Linked DNA regions of Zea mays: all the other regions are linked to region 2. Evidence: chromatin contacts called from public Hi-C data. All regions are on one chromosome and are shown on one strand. Each heading gives the region's core, a stretch centred on a gene start, on an enhancer-like site or on the middle of the called end of the contact. The rest is flanking DNA. Distances are from core to core; before and after follow the strand shown.

The links. A called contact is a pair of places that touch in the nucleus more often than the background predicts.
Region 1: a contact with region 2 is called in a Hi-C map of leaf, with 6 times the contacts expected there. The contact joins the promoter of LOC100274364 here to the promoter of LOC100280613 in region 2. A contact is called at or near these places in 4 of 25 Hi-C or Micro-C datasets (bundle sheath, ear, leaf and 1 more).
Region 3: a contact with region 2 is called in a Hi-C map of leaf, with 7 times the contacts expected there. The contact joins the enhancer-like site here to the promoter of LOC100280613 in region 2. A contact is called at or near these places in 4 of 25 Hi-C or Micro-C datasets (bundle sheath, endosperm, leaf and 1 more).

The regions. Positions count from the first base shown.
Region 1 is chr9:40,965,750-40,969,842 of Zm-B73-REFERENCE-NAM-5.0, forward strand. LOC100274364 (putative protein kinase superfamily protein) reads right to left here and starts at 1,478. Exons shown (of 1, transcript NM_001148724.1): 1 at 1-1,478. The coding sequence starts at 1,449.
Region 2 is chr9:40,829,473-40,833,544 of Zm-B73-REFERENCE-NAM-5.0, forward strand. It overlaps LOC100280613, which reads left to right and starts at 1,256. Exons shown (of 3, transcript NM_001153531.1): 1 at 1,256-1,414; 2 at 3,102-3,293; 3 at 3,404-3,693. The coding sequence starts at 1,409. The coding sequence ends at 3,448.
Region 3 is chr9:41,001,893-41,005,658 of Zm-B73-REFERENCE-NAM-5.0, forward strand. No RefSeq gene overlaps it. Among protein-coding and RNA genes, the nearest start is that of LOC100274364, 37 kb to the left of the region's middle. Within about 2 kb of position 2,494, at least 19 of the 20 cell types and tissues checked have an H3K27ac peak or open chromatin away from gene starts, as enhancers often do. A contact at or near this core is called in bundle sheath, endosperm, leaf and 1 more, where this site is marked.

The DNA.
Region 1 (4,093 bases), core at 228-2,727, 140 kb after region 2:
GCGGACGTCCTTGGCAGTGGGCCGCTCCTTGGGGTCGTCCTTGGTGCAGAACAAGGCGATGCGCAGCAGCAGCAGGATCTGCTCGTCGTAGCCGGCGCCGGCGATGGCGGGGTCTATGGCCTGCGCGTGCTCCCCGGCCTCCATGACGCGGCGCAGCCACTTGACGAGGCCGACCACCTCCTCCGTCTGCGTGAAGAACTGGTCGGACGGCTCCTTCCCCGTGGCCAGCACCGCCAGGATGACCCCGAAGCTGTACACGTCGCACTTGGCCGTGAACTTGACCGTCTGGTAGTACTCCGGCGCGATGTAGCCCAGCGTGCCGGCCACGTTGGACGCGGTGACGTGCGTGTGCGAGTCCGGCATCGCCTTGGCCAGCCCGAAGTCCGCGATGCGGGCCTCCAGGTCGTCGTCCAGCAGGATGTTGGCGGGCTTGAGGTCGCGGTGGATGATCTGCGGCTGGTGGGAGACGTGGAGGTACTCCAGACCCGCCGCCACGCCCACCGCCACGCGGAGCCGCGCGGGCCACGACAGCCCGCCGGCGCCGGTGCCGCTGCCGCTGCTGCCGTCCTCGGCCTCGGCGTTCTCGGCTTTCAGCGCCTGGTGCAGGCTGCCGTTCTTCATGTACTCGTACACCAGGTAGTGGCAGTCCGGGCGCGGCACGTGCGCCGCCAGCGACAGCAGGTTGCGGTGCCGGATGTACCCCACCGTCCGGATCTCCGACTGGATCTGCCGGGACCTCTTGTCCAGCTGCCGGCTCTCCTCATCGCTCAGGTTGTTGCTGGGCGCGTCGCCGCCGTGCTTCTTGACCTTCTTGATGGCGATGAAGCGCGGCTGCTCCCCCTCCCGCTCCACGGGCAGCTGCGCCTTGTACACCTCCCCGCACCCGCCGCGCCCGATCACGGCCAGCGACGCCAGCCCGTCCTCCTTCTCCAGGAACGCGAGGTGCTCCGGCCGCCTGATCAGCTTCGGGGTGAAGATCATCACGCCGGACCGCGTCCGGTACCGCCCGCGGATGCAGTTGAGCGCCAGCCTGAACAGCACCGACAGCACCATCCCGGAGATGACGCCGGCGAGGGACCCCACCACGAAGCCGATGATCCAGTTGCGCACCCGGTTCTTGTGGCTGCGGTGGTGCCGGCCAGTCTGCTCGGCGGCCGGAGGCGCCGGCGCCGGCGAGCTGGCGTTGGCCTTCGCCGGCGAACTGTGGTTCTTGGGGCCGCCGCCGCTGGGCGCGCTGCTCTTCTCCGCGAGCACGTACCGGTGCGGCACCGTTGTCCGGCGGTGATGCGCGTGCCGGGTCCCCAGGCGGGAGCGGCGCGCCATGGCCGAGTGCGAGACGGCATACCGGCCGTCGTAGCTCTCCGCGGCGGAGATGAGGACGACGAGAAGCGTGACGAGCGAGAGGAGGACAACAGACTTGCCTGGCATGGTGTTCGCCGCTGACGCCATGGCCGTCAACTCGGGGGGCGGCTTCTTTGTGGGGGTGGGTGGTGGAAGACTGGAAGCACTGAAGCAGAACTTTAATAATAATGGCGGGGCCGCGGGCGCGGGGGATTGTCAGTTGTGGAATGCCGTGTGGAACGGATCGACAGCTCTGACGCGTTTCTTGACCGGATGGACGGGTCAGATTCGCGGGAGGGCCCTGTTGCTGTTGCCGGCCCCCAGCCCCCAGGGTCCCAGTCAGACGGCCGACCGTGGAGAGACGACTTGACTCGATGGTAATGGTATGATGGACATGTAAGTCAAGAACCGGCGTGCACGGCTAGTGGGAAAATTTGGAGGGGACGGCAATGTCACCGGAGAACGGAGATTGCATCAACGACTTGCTTTCACTTGCGACCAAACACACTCTGTATCTCTATGGCCCTCTTTGGATTAGCTTTTTTTTTCTGATGACCTTTTCTGAGAAGTTGGCTGTAGGAAGAAATTGGCTGTGAAGAGAAGCCGACTGATAAGAATCTAGGTGTTTGGTAATTTGGTTGTGGAGAAAAGTGGATGGTTAGAAACTAAAAAATAGGTAGTCATTTCGTAGACTTAATTAAAAGGCCTGAAGCTGATTAAAGTCGACATATTGACTTGCTATATATGTGTGCTGCATCACTAAAACACTGAAAATTAAATATGGTTAAAGCCGAGAAGTCGTTCAACTTCTCCATGGCACGGCCTCCTGGCTGATTCTGGTGGCGTGTGCTAAAGCCGCTGCGAGCCGCCGCGCGTTCACCAGAAGCTGAACCAAAAGCTAGGTGTTTGATTGGGCTTCTAGCTTCTGGCGGCCAGAAGCGCCATCAAAAGCTAAACCAAACGTGGTCTATATCTAGTATATTTAAGTTAGAATAACCGAGCGCTTCACACGCGCAAAAGAAATAGTGGAGGGTTTGAACCTCGAACCCACACCCCTGCATAGTGTGTTTAGTTGACAAGCGAAGAAGAATGAGGTGGTTCCATTCATATTTTTTGAATGTTCCGTTTCCAATAAAAGAGGAGCAGAATGACTTCTGAAATCTACTTATAAAAATTTATTATAAATAGTTATAATGCTCCCGCTCTACAAAAATGACAAGACGCGAGCGATTTTCTCCCTCTGCTGCCCTCTACACTCATATGGCTTTCCAACCAAATAGAGAGGAGCGACTCCGCTCTGTTCTACTTTTCAACCAAACAAAAAATAGTGTGGCTCTATTCTATTTGTCAAACACGGAATAAAATGGCTCTACTCTCCAAAACTGGAATGCAGTCGCTCCATTCTAATTGACTCTCTAATTAAACACACTCTAAATATTTAACACTTACCACCGTAACACGTGTTTGATTGTTTTTAGAAAGAAATAAAATTTGGAATATGCATATACTAATATTTGAAAATTTTAAAAATATAATTATATTTGAATAAATATCTTATTAAATTAATGTCTATATATATATAATGTGAATAATCTTCGTGTGTCTCCTCCCCCCCCCCCCCCACAATGCATTCGTCATCCGAAATGGTGCTCCCGCGTATGATCCTTAAATTCGGGTGAATAAGCAGCTCGGGGGGTTCGAACCTGTGTCCCATCATGACAATGTTTGTGATATATTCAAAGAAGGTATTGTATATATATCTATACTAGATGTATGCCCGTGCGTTGCTACGGAGTCAACATATAATAATAAAATATATTAAGATGCAGAAACATTAATTATCGTTATACCTTTTTGTTAGTATCTTTTAAAGGTTAAGAAGATTTACATACATTAAAAGATATATAGGTATGTGCCCGTGCTTTGCTATACAAATTAAAAACCATCCAATACTAAGCATGTACGGCTGTATTGATACAACTTTGTTGCTTTATCTGCATTTTCAGTTTATGAAAATATTGGATGGTTTTAGCCATTTGGTCTACATACGAAATATACTCCTACCGTCCTACGTTCAGTTTCATGTGTGGTACTGGGGTAAGGACAATGCTTAAATAAAATAAGAGAAGCAGTTAAAATGATGATTATTCCTACATTTTACATTTTTGTCCTTTTATTAATATATACAGTTTGTCGTACACAATTTAGTTCCAGAAATGCAAGAAATAAAATATCTAAAAGAAAGCCCAAACACAGTGAATTCAGAGTACTCGCACATAGGGCGTGTTTGGTGTGGCGCCTAAGCCGCCACACCGCGCCACACTTTTCAGCCACAAGTGTGGCGCCCAATTTGGCCGCCACACTTGTGGCTCAAAAGTGTGGCGCGGTGTGGCGGCTTAGGCGCCACACCAAACACGCCCATAAATTTTATTCAATATAATATTAGTGCAAAATTATTACATCAAAACGAACAACACATATCATCAACCACAATATCTCACAAAGTGTTTGGCAACAATCAATACATAACTAAACCGAAACAAATAAAATTACATATATATATAAGATTTGCAACGAATGATGCTTCTAATAAGGATTTAAATTTTATAACAAGACATAAGAGTAGTTTTGATAACTGACTGGGATGCTTTACCTCCTCTAGAGTTAATAGTACGATGCCCATGCGTTGCAGCGGCATTTGACCCATGGTGTACTATGAGCATGTGGAGAGGACATTTGTAGCTGAACCATC
Region 2 (4,072 bases), core at 6-2,505:
CCGTTTACTTGACTCCACGGCCGGCACTGGTGTGGTGGTTCAACTTTTTTCTCATCAAATTTTCTAACAATTTAACTATGGAAAGAATATGGTTGTAGAGATAATCTAAGGGGTATTTGGTTTGAGGAATCACTTTATCCAAAATATGATGGTGTATCATGGGTCCATTACTCAAATTTGGTGGGACGACCTCATTCCTCTTATTAGTACTAACTAAATAACTATAAGGAATTAGGTGATGGTGGATCAACTCAATCCATTCGACAAACCAAACAAAAAAGTGAGAAGTGAGAAGACGATGTACTAGATCATTTCTCAAACCAAACAGCCTAAGTATCGTTGAGATTACGTGCGGAGAAAGATAAAATTATCTATAGGATTCATAATCTAAAATGTAAAAGATTCCTACTATTTCAACAAACTTAACGAATTATATATTTATTTTGATTTTGAATGATATTTAACAAATTGAAAAACTAATCGTTTGGCTGACCGGAAAACTAATCGTTTGGCCGTCCCCAACATCTTTTTTGGTGGTTAAAATCTGTAAAAAGCCGAAACAGCGCCGAGGCCAGTGTCAGGTCTGAACGCACGCAGTATTTTATATCTTGCTTCCTGGTCCAGCGGCGGAGCTCTGTCCGGTTCCAGACGCTGTATTAGGCACACGATGACATGCCCAGCTGTCATACCATATTGGCAATAAACTAATTAACAATAATAAATAATAATAATAATTCCTACGCAGTTGACATTCGACGCATCGCCCGCCAGCTCGGATCCAGTTCTAGAGCTACGCCACGGGACGAATTTGGGCCAAAAGTTCCAACAAATCTCTTTTTGATTTCAAGCAGAGAAGAATTACGCCACGGGGACCCACACCCACCCAAGCAGTAGGAAGTAAAACAAAGGCTACGATCCAGTCTAGAGATTCCGAGCGCCAGCGAAGCGCTCCTCCACCGGGCTCACCACCGACGTGCGGCCCCCTCGCCACCGCCGCCGCCGCCGCACCGGTCAAAACCCCGCCGGCTGCCTGCCTCTTCTCCTGCCCCCACCCACACGCTACGTCTGACCAACTGGCCCCCACCGGCGGCGCGGCTCACATCACGCTTCCCGGGCCCCTCGATAACCGCCGGGTACAATCGATTTTTAGGCGCAGCACTCCCCCTCCCACCACTCGACTCAGTACAAGTTGCCAAGTTCTCCGTCACCAGCTTTCCTTTTCTTTTTCAATTCTCCACAGCGATTCGTCTCCTCTGCTCTTATCTCCGCTGTGCCTGTGCCTGACTTTTCCTCCTCTTCGTCCCCTCCCACCCGCAACCGCACAGAGAAAGGGGAGGAGGCTCTCTACCCAGCGCAGCCCGAGCACCCCTCCCCCCGGATCGGGACCCCTGCTCTGCGCAATCCACCCATGGCGGTACGTGCAAGGCTCTGCGCTGCCTCTGGCTGGCGTTTCTTTCTTTCTTTTTTCTTTTTGTAATCTATATTCCGCCCACACCCGGCGATGTTAGCCTGTGGAATCGGTGCTCGTTGTCCTTGGTCGAAGTGAGCTCGTCTTGTGTTGAAAGCTCGGTCCGGCTAGTTTCGAGCGGCGGGGATCTGTTTCTCCTGTTGGTTGGCATCAAAGCCGGGTGGGCTGGCCGAGTATTCTTTCTCCTCGAGGACGTATGCGCTCGATATGATAGGTCTAGGAAAACTAGTGGGATGCTTCTTTCTCGTGTGGTTGAGCTGCGTTCACAAGATTGCTTGATTGATTCGTGTATCCTAAAGTCTCGGGAGAACTATGTGTACCGGGTCGGGTAGGTTGGCGTTTTTGTATCGGGGCCTGTGATTGTCAGCGGAGTCCACGCCTTTGCTCTGCATTCGGTCAGGGAGTTTCATAACGGATTCCATGTTCACTGCAACTACAACGCAGTCAATTAGAATTAGCAGCCCAGCCTATAGCTGTTGCCGTGAAGACGCTGAAACGGAAACATAGCCTAAGTGGTTTCGTTCAAATCTTTTGTCTGCTACTCGTGGGCTTGTGGCTATGGCCATGGCCATGGGCTGTAGTTTTATTGATCCAACATTAGATTGTTATTCTGTTGTTAAAGCTATGGCAAGTCTGAAAGCCAAATGGACGGAGATGGACGACTACGGAGAAACGCTCATGAATATACATGCGGGATTATGCACGTATGCAGGCCAATGGTCACTCAAAGAGGCCCGTTCCCTTACCAGTACACTTAGAAAACTACTTTACTCACTAAAGCGTTCATTGGAGACTTGGTGTTCTTTTTTTCTGAATAGCATGCTTGTTGGTTACTGCTAAGAACATTGTGGAACTTGATTATTGGTTTGATAATGGAACCATGGTTTTTCATTTTAGGAAGACACTGATAGATCACATCCCTTTTTTTTGTATTGTAGTTAACCGACCAATTTATCTGTTAGGAACAGAAATAATGACTCTGCAGCCTATCCTTCATATAAAGGGTGGTGTACCTAATTCCTGTTTTTAAGGGGCTATCGGTTGAATCATGCCTGGGAATATCAGCATGGCAGCTGAATCTTCCCATGAAAGCTGTCATGAATTTTTTTTTTGGAAACTGTTAACAACTTGACATGCCAACTCTTTTCTTGATGCTAGTTTGATCTCTAGAATATATGTTCTGATTTTTTGTTTATAAGGAATATATGTTCTAATTCAACTTAGTTGTCAAGAGATCACAACTCACAGGTCAATAACTATGTTACATAATATGTCTTTGGTGCTAATGAATGTTGAGCCACTAATATTGTCCCATGCTGGCATGCTATGTAATCAGAATACGTAATTCATGATTACTGCAAGTATATACTCCTGTTTTCTGATTTTTTTTGTCTGTACCATCATTCTCCGCATGAAGACTCCTGCACATGATGGAATATTCATTAATAGCTGCATTTGCCCCTCATTAGGACACCTGCATATTTAGTGGAACCACAACCCCAACATCTTGCATACCATAGAAATTGCTTGGGCACAAGTTTATGACGTGATCTAGTGCTTCAGTATTGCGCCACTCAAGCACAAAATGACGAGTAGATCTACTTTTTAACATGGATAATGGCGCTTTTACCAGGAGGAATCAGGCCGCCCCTTGCCAAAGTTTGGCGATTGGGATGTTAATGATCCAGCTTCCGCAGACGGATTCACTGTCATATTCAACAAAGCCAGAGACGAGAAGAAGGGTGGGAACGGACAAGACACTGAGTCACCTTCCAAGGACACCAGGACTGAGAGGGTGGAATCTTATGCTGCAAAGCCAAGCACGGTGCGTTTCTTTATTTGAACTCCACCTGATGACGAGCGAGCACCATTTTCATCTCTTAAAAACCTATGACCTTTTCAACTCTATCATTAACTGTGTTCTTGTGCTTGCAGAAGAAATGGTTTTGTTGTGTGACAGCCAGCCCTACGCAATCCTGAGGAAGACAACTGCATGCGTTTTGGAAATACTGTCCCTTTAATTTTCTATACATACTATCCATAAGACAATGTAGGGGTACCCAGGGCTCCAGGATGGGCTATCTCGTAAAACTCTTGCGTGCGTGTATGTATGGTGTGAGAGAATTCACAAAGTGGACTTCTGGTTGTAATTCTTAGTCGTCTCTCTCTCTCTTTTTGGGTTGGTCACGGTTCTATGATCCAGCAATCCACTGAACTGTTTGGTACTGCTTCTCGGATAGCTTTTAGAAGCTGTTTGTGTGATGCATCGCAGATAGGTTAGGGAGAATGGGAGATGCTGCTCCGTGCATGAAGACAGCACACTGGCGCAGGGCGTCAAGGCGGGAGGGATGGGGCCGCGACGGGGAGGCCCAGCTGGAGAATTGGCGCGGGCTGTGACGACGAGGCATCTCTAAGCGCGGGCGTGGGCCTCCTTCGTGGCTCCATGGGCGTGGGTACGGCCGCACGGAAGCGAGTCGGAGATAGGCTGATCCGGAGGACGGGAAAAAGTACGGCTTAAAAACGGTACGGTTTGAAATAGTGCCATCTACAATACAAAATATTGTAAAACAGTATTTAGATGATTATATAGTCGAATTATTGGAC
Region 3 (3,766 bases), core at 1,244-3,743, 170 kb after region 2:
ACTTGTGGTGTTCTATCACTTTGGTATTTGCACTTGGGTCCAATTGTGCTCAAAATTTACAATTACCCCCTTAGGGTTTCTAGGGTTTGTTTTTAGGGTTTTGGGCACATTAGGGTTTTGGTGCCACCAAAGTCCATCAAATGTGATACCTTAGAAATATTTCTCATGACTTTTGAGGTTTTAACTTATTTGGGCTTCACTTACATCCATAAGCCCTAATTCAGGGTTAAGTACTCTACCCTAGTGAATGCACTCTAGGTGTATCAAACACATGATATGCCCATGCACATGATGTTATGCTCAAGTTTTAATGACTGTAACACCAGAGGTGTTACATCCCCCCATAAAAGAATCTTGTCCCGAGATTTGAGGTCCTAGGGTGAGTAGTGGAAAAGGAAACGCGTCATATCTTTATTTCCTTATTTTCGTACAGAGCAGGGGGTGGTATGGGGTCTATTCTGTCTTTACAAACAAATGTACATATCTCACAAGTTACATGAAGCTAAAAACCCAGGAAAATTCTTTTCCAAGAAGTCTTGAGTCTCCCAAGTAGCTTCATCTTTAGTATGTTGGTTCCATTGTACCTTATAGAATTTAAGAGTTCTTTTTCAGGTGATCCTATCCTTCTGATCCAAGACTCGAATAGGATGTTCTGCATAGGTCAAGTCTGGTTCTAAGACAACATCCCCCACATCAATGGTTCGATCTGGAACCTAAAGACACTTCTTCAATTGGGACACATGAAACACATTGTGCACTGCAGACAATGTTTCAGGTAGTTGGAGTCGGTATGCCACTGGTCCACATTGCTCAAGAATAGGAAACAGACCAATGTATCGGGGTGCAAGCTTTCCTTTTACCCCGAAACGGGTCACACCCTTCATTGGCAATACTTTCAGGTACACAAAATCTTTGACTTGAAAGTACAAGGGTTGGCATCGTTTGTCTATGCAACTTTTTTGTCGAGCTTGTGCCTCTTTCAAGTTATGTATGATTCGTCGAACCTTTTCCTCCATCTCTTTAACCATGCCAGGCCTGAAAAACCACATTTCTCCTGGTTCAGACCAATTCAAGGGTGTCCGACACCGTCGTCCGTACAGTGCTTCAAATGGTGCCATCTTAATACTTGCTTGATAACTATTATTATACAAAAATTCTGCTAAGGGCAGATAGTCATCCCATTTCTGCGGAAACTCTAGAACACATGCTCGCAACATGTCTTCAAGTATTTGATTTACTCTCTCAGTCTGTCCACTTGTTTGGGGATGATACGCCGAACTGTGGAGCAACTTAGTACCCAGAGATTTGTGGAGTTCTTCCCAAAATTTGGATACAAATTGTGGTCCTCGATCCGACACAATTGTTTTTGGAACCCCGTGCAAACTGAGAATGCGAGCAGTATAAAGTTTCGCATATGTGGCCACTGTATACTTTACTTTGACGGGAAGAAAGTGGGCGATCTTCGTAAGTCGATCAATGATAACCCAGATAGAATCAAAACCTTTAGCTGTTTTGGGCAATCCCACAATAAAATCCATGCTAATATCTTCCCATTTCCAGGCTGGGATAGGTAAAGATTGCAGTGGTCCTGCTGCCTTCATATGTATTGCCTTGACACGCCTACATGTGTCACATCTTGCCACATAGTGTGCAATCTCAATTTTCATTTTTGTCCACCAATAGTGCTGCTTTAAATCTTGATACATCTTAGTACTTCCGGGATGAATGGAATATCGACTAAGATGAGCTTCATCCAAAATTTGTTGGCGGACATCAGTATCTTTAGGCACAACTATGCGATTATTAAACCATACTATGCCTTGATCATCCTTTATAAAGCAATTAGCTTTGTCAGCTTCTATTTTCTCATGAATATGTTTCATACCCTTGTCATTTCTTTAGGCATTAATAATCTTTTACAGAAGAACTGACTCAAGCTTCAATTGAGTCAAAGTTCCATGTTGTATCATTTCCAGGTTTAACTTTTCCATTTCTTGACATAATGTGATGTCAGGGGTCCTCACTGTAAGACAATGGCAGGACGCCTTGCGACTTAGTGCATCTGCCACCACATTGGCCTTTCCTGGGTGATAGTGGATTTCTAATTTATAATCCTTAATCAGCTCAAGCCATCTTCTTTGCCTCATGTTTAGTTCTGACTAGGAAAAAATATACTTCAGACTTTTATGATCTGTATATATATGGTAGATATTTCCCAGCAGATAATGACGTCATATTTTAAGGGCATGAACCACAACAGCTAATCGCCTGGCCATTTCTACTGAACATTTTAAATCTGAAGTCAAAACCAAAATTTAAAGTTAGTTTGAATTCTGAAAAATGAAATTAGAAAAGAAATACAAAACAAAAAATAGAAAAGAAAAAGGAAAGAAGAGGATCGGACCTGGGCCGACCCCCCCCCCCCCAGGCCCATACCTAACCTAGCTCACGGTCCACCGTCACACGCGCACTGATGGATAGGGCCCGCTGACAGTGATCGCGCGCGCCCATGGTGATCATGAAGTGCTAACATATGGGCCCCCTTGTCAGTGTCCATCAGCCATGGCTGCTGTAGATCTTCCTTGCCACGGTGAGTGCGCCTGTAACAAACTCTTCGAGAACCAGGCGGACTCCAGCTGGCTGTTTCAATCGCCTTGCCATGGCCATATATGTGGGAGGGTGCCGCATAATCAGCTTCTCACCCATAGCCACCAAAGACAGGGAGAGGAGTGACCGCCGTCGTGTGAGTTGAAGACACGCGCTGCCATAGAACCTCGATCACGATGCCTTTTGAGGACTGAGTTCGGGTCAGGGTGGTGCACCTTGCCTCGGGGAACGCTTTTCGATCAGCAATCGGGTGCGGGAGGCAACGGATTGCGGACAATTCCTCGTCGGAGGCTGGGCGCCACCACGAATCCACCCCCCTTCGCGGACCAGGCACTGTGTGGCTCGAATTCCAGTAACGATTCCTCCCCGTTGTTCACGTTGCCCAGTAATTTACGAATAGTTACGGGATTAGCAGTTGGGAGTCCTTGGGTGGTGCATTGGCAATGCCAGCGGGTTGCGCCGCCAGGGGTGTGGCTTCCACGCTGTTGTGTTGACAACCAGGTTGGGGGAAGGGTACAATAGCCGTTGATCGAGGGATGGGCGGTGGAGACCAGATCCGGTGTATCCCTTTCACTTCATAGAATATAGGCGGTCGGATTGGGATCGTGCGGTTTGGGGGTTGGGGCAAGCGAGTGCGCCCCGTGGGCCATAGATTTGTGATCCGATGGCTAGAGTGAGTTCTAGGTGGGGTTTTAACCTGGGCGTAGCGCTTCGATCGGATGGCTGTGATCGGCTGATACCCCTTCGTTGTGTTTAGTTTGCATAAGAGCCCCATATGAGTTAGCAAATAAACCCGTCGTCCAGGGGAGTTTTAGAAGCATTACAACTAAGTCCTTTTTCATGCGATTTAGCCCCTGAACCTTCCTGTAATCATGGCCAAAGTCCAGTCAACCGAGAATTCAATGAAATTAAATGCAGAAATCATTTTTAGTGCAAAAATAATGTCCCAATCTTAGGAAATTCATAACTTCATGATTTTAGCTCTGATTTAACCCGTTCCAGTTGCATTAGGTTCGTACAAATATTAACTGCAATCTAGTAACCTTATTTTGTTATGTAACATGTTGTCAAAATCAAACACTTAATTGGTTTAGCCTATGTTTAACTTATCCAAGCACACAAAACTTCGGAAACTCATATATCATTCATTATAACTCTG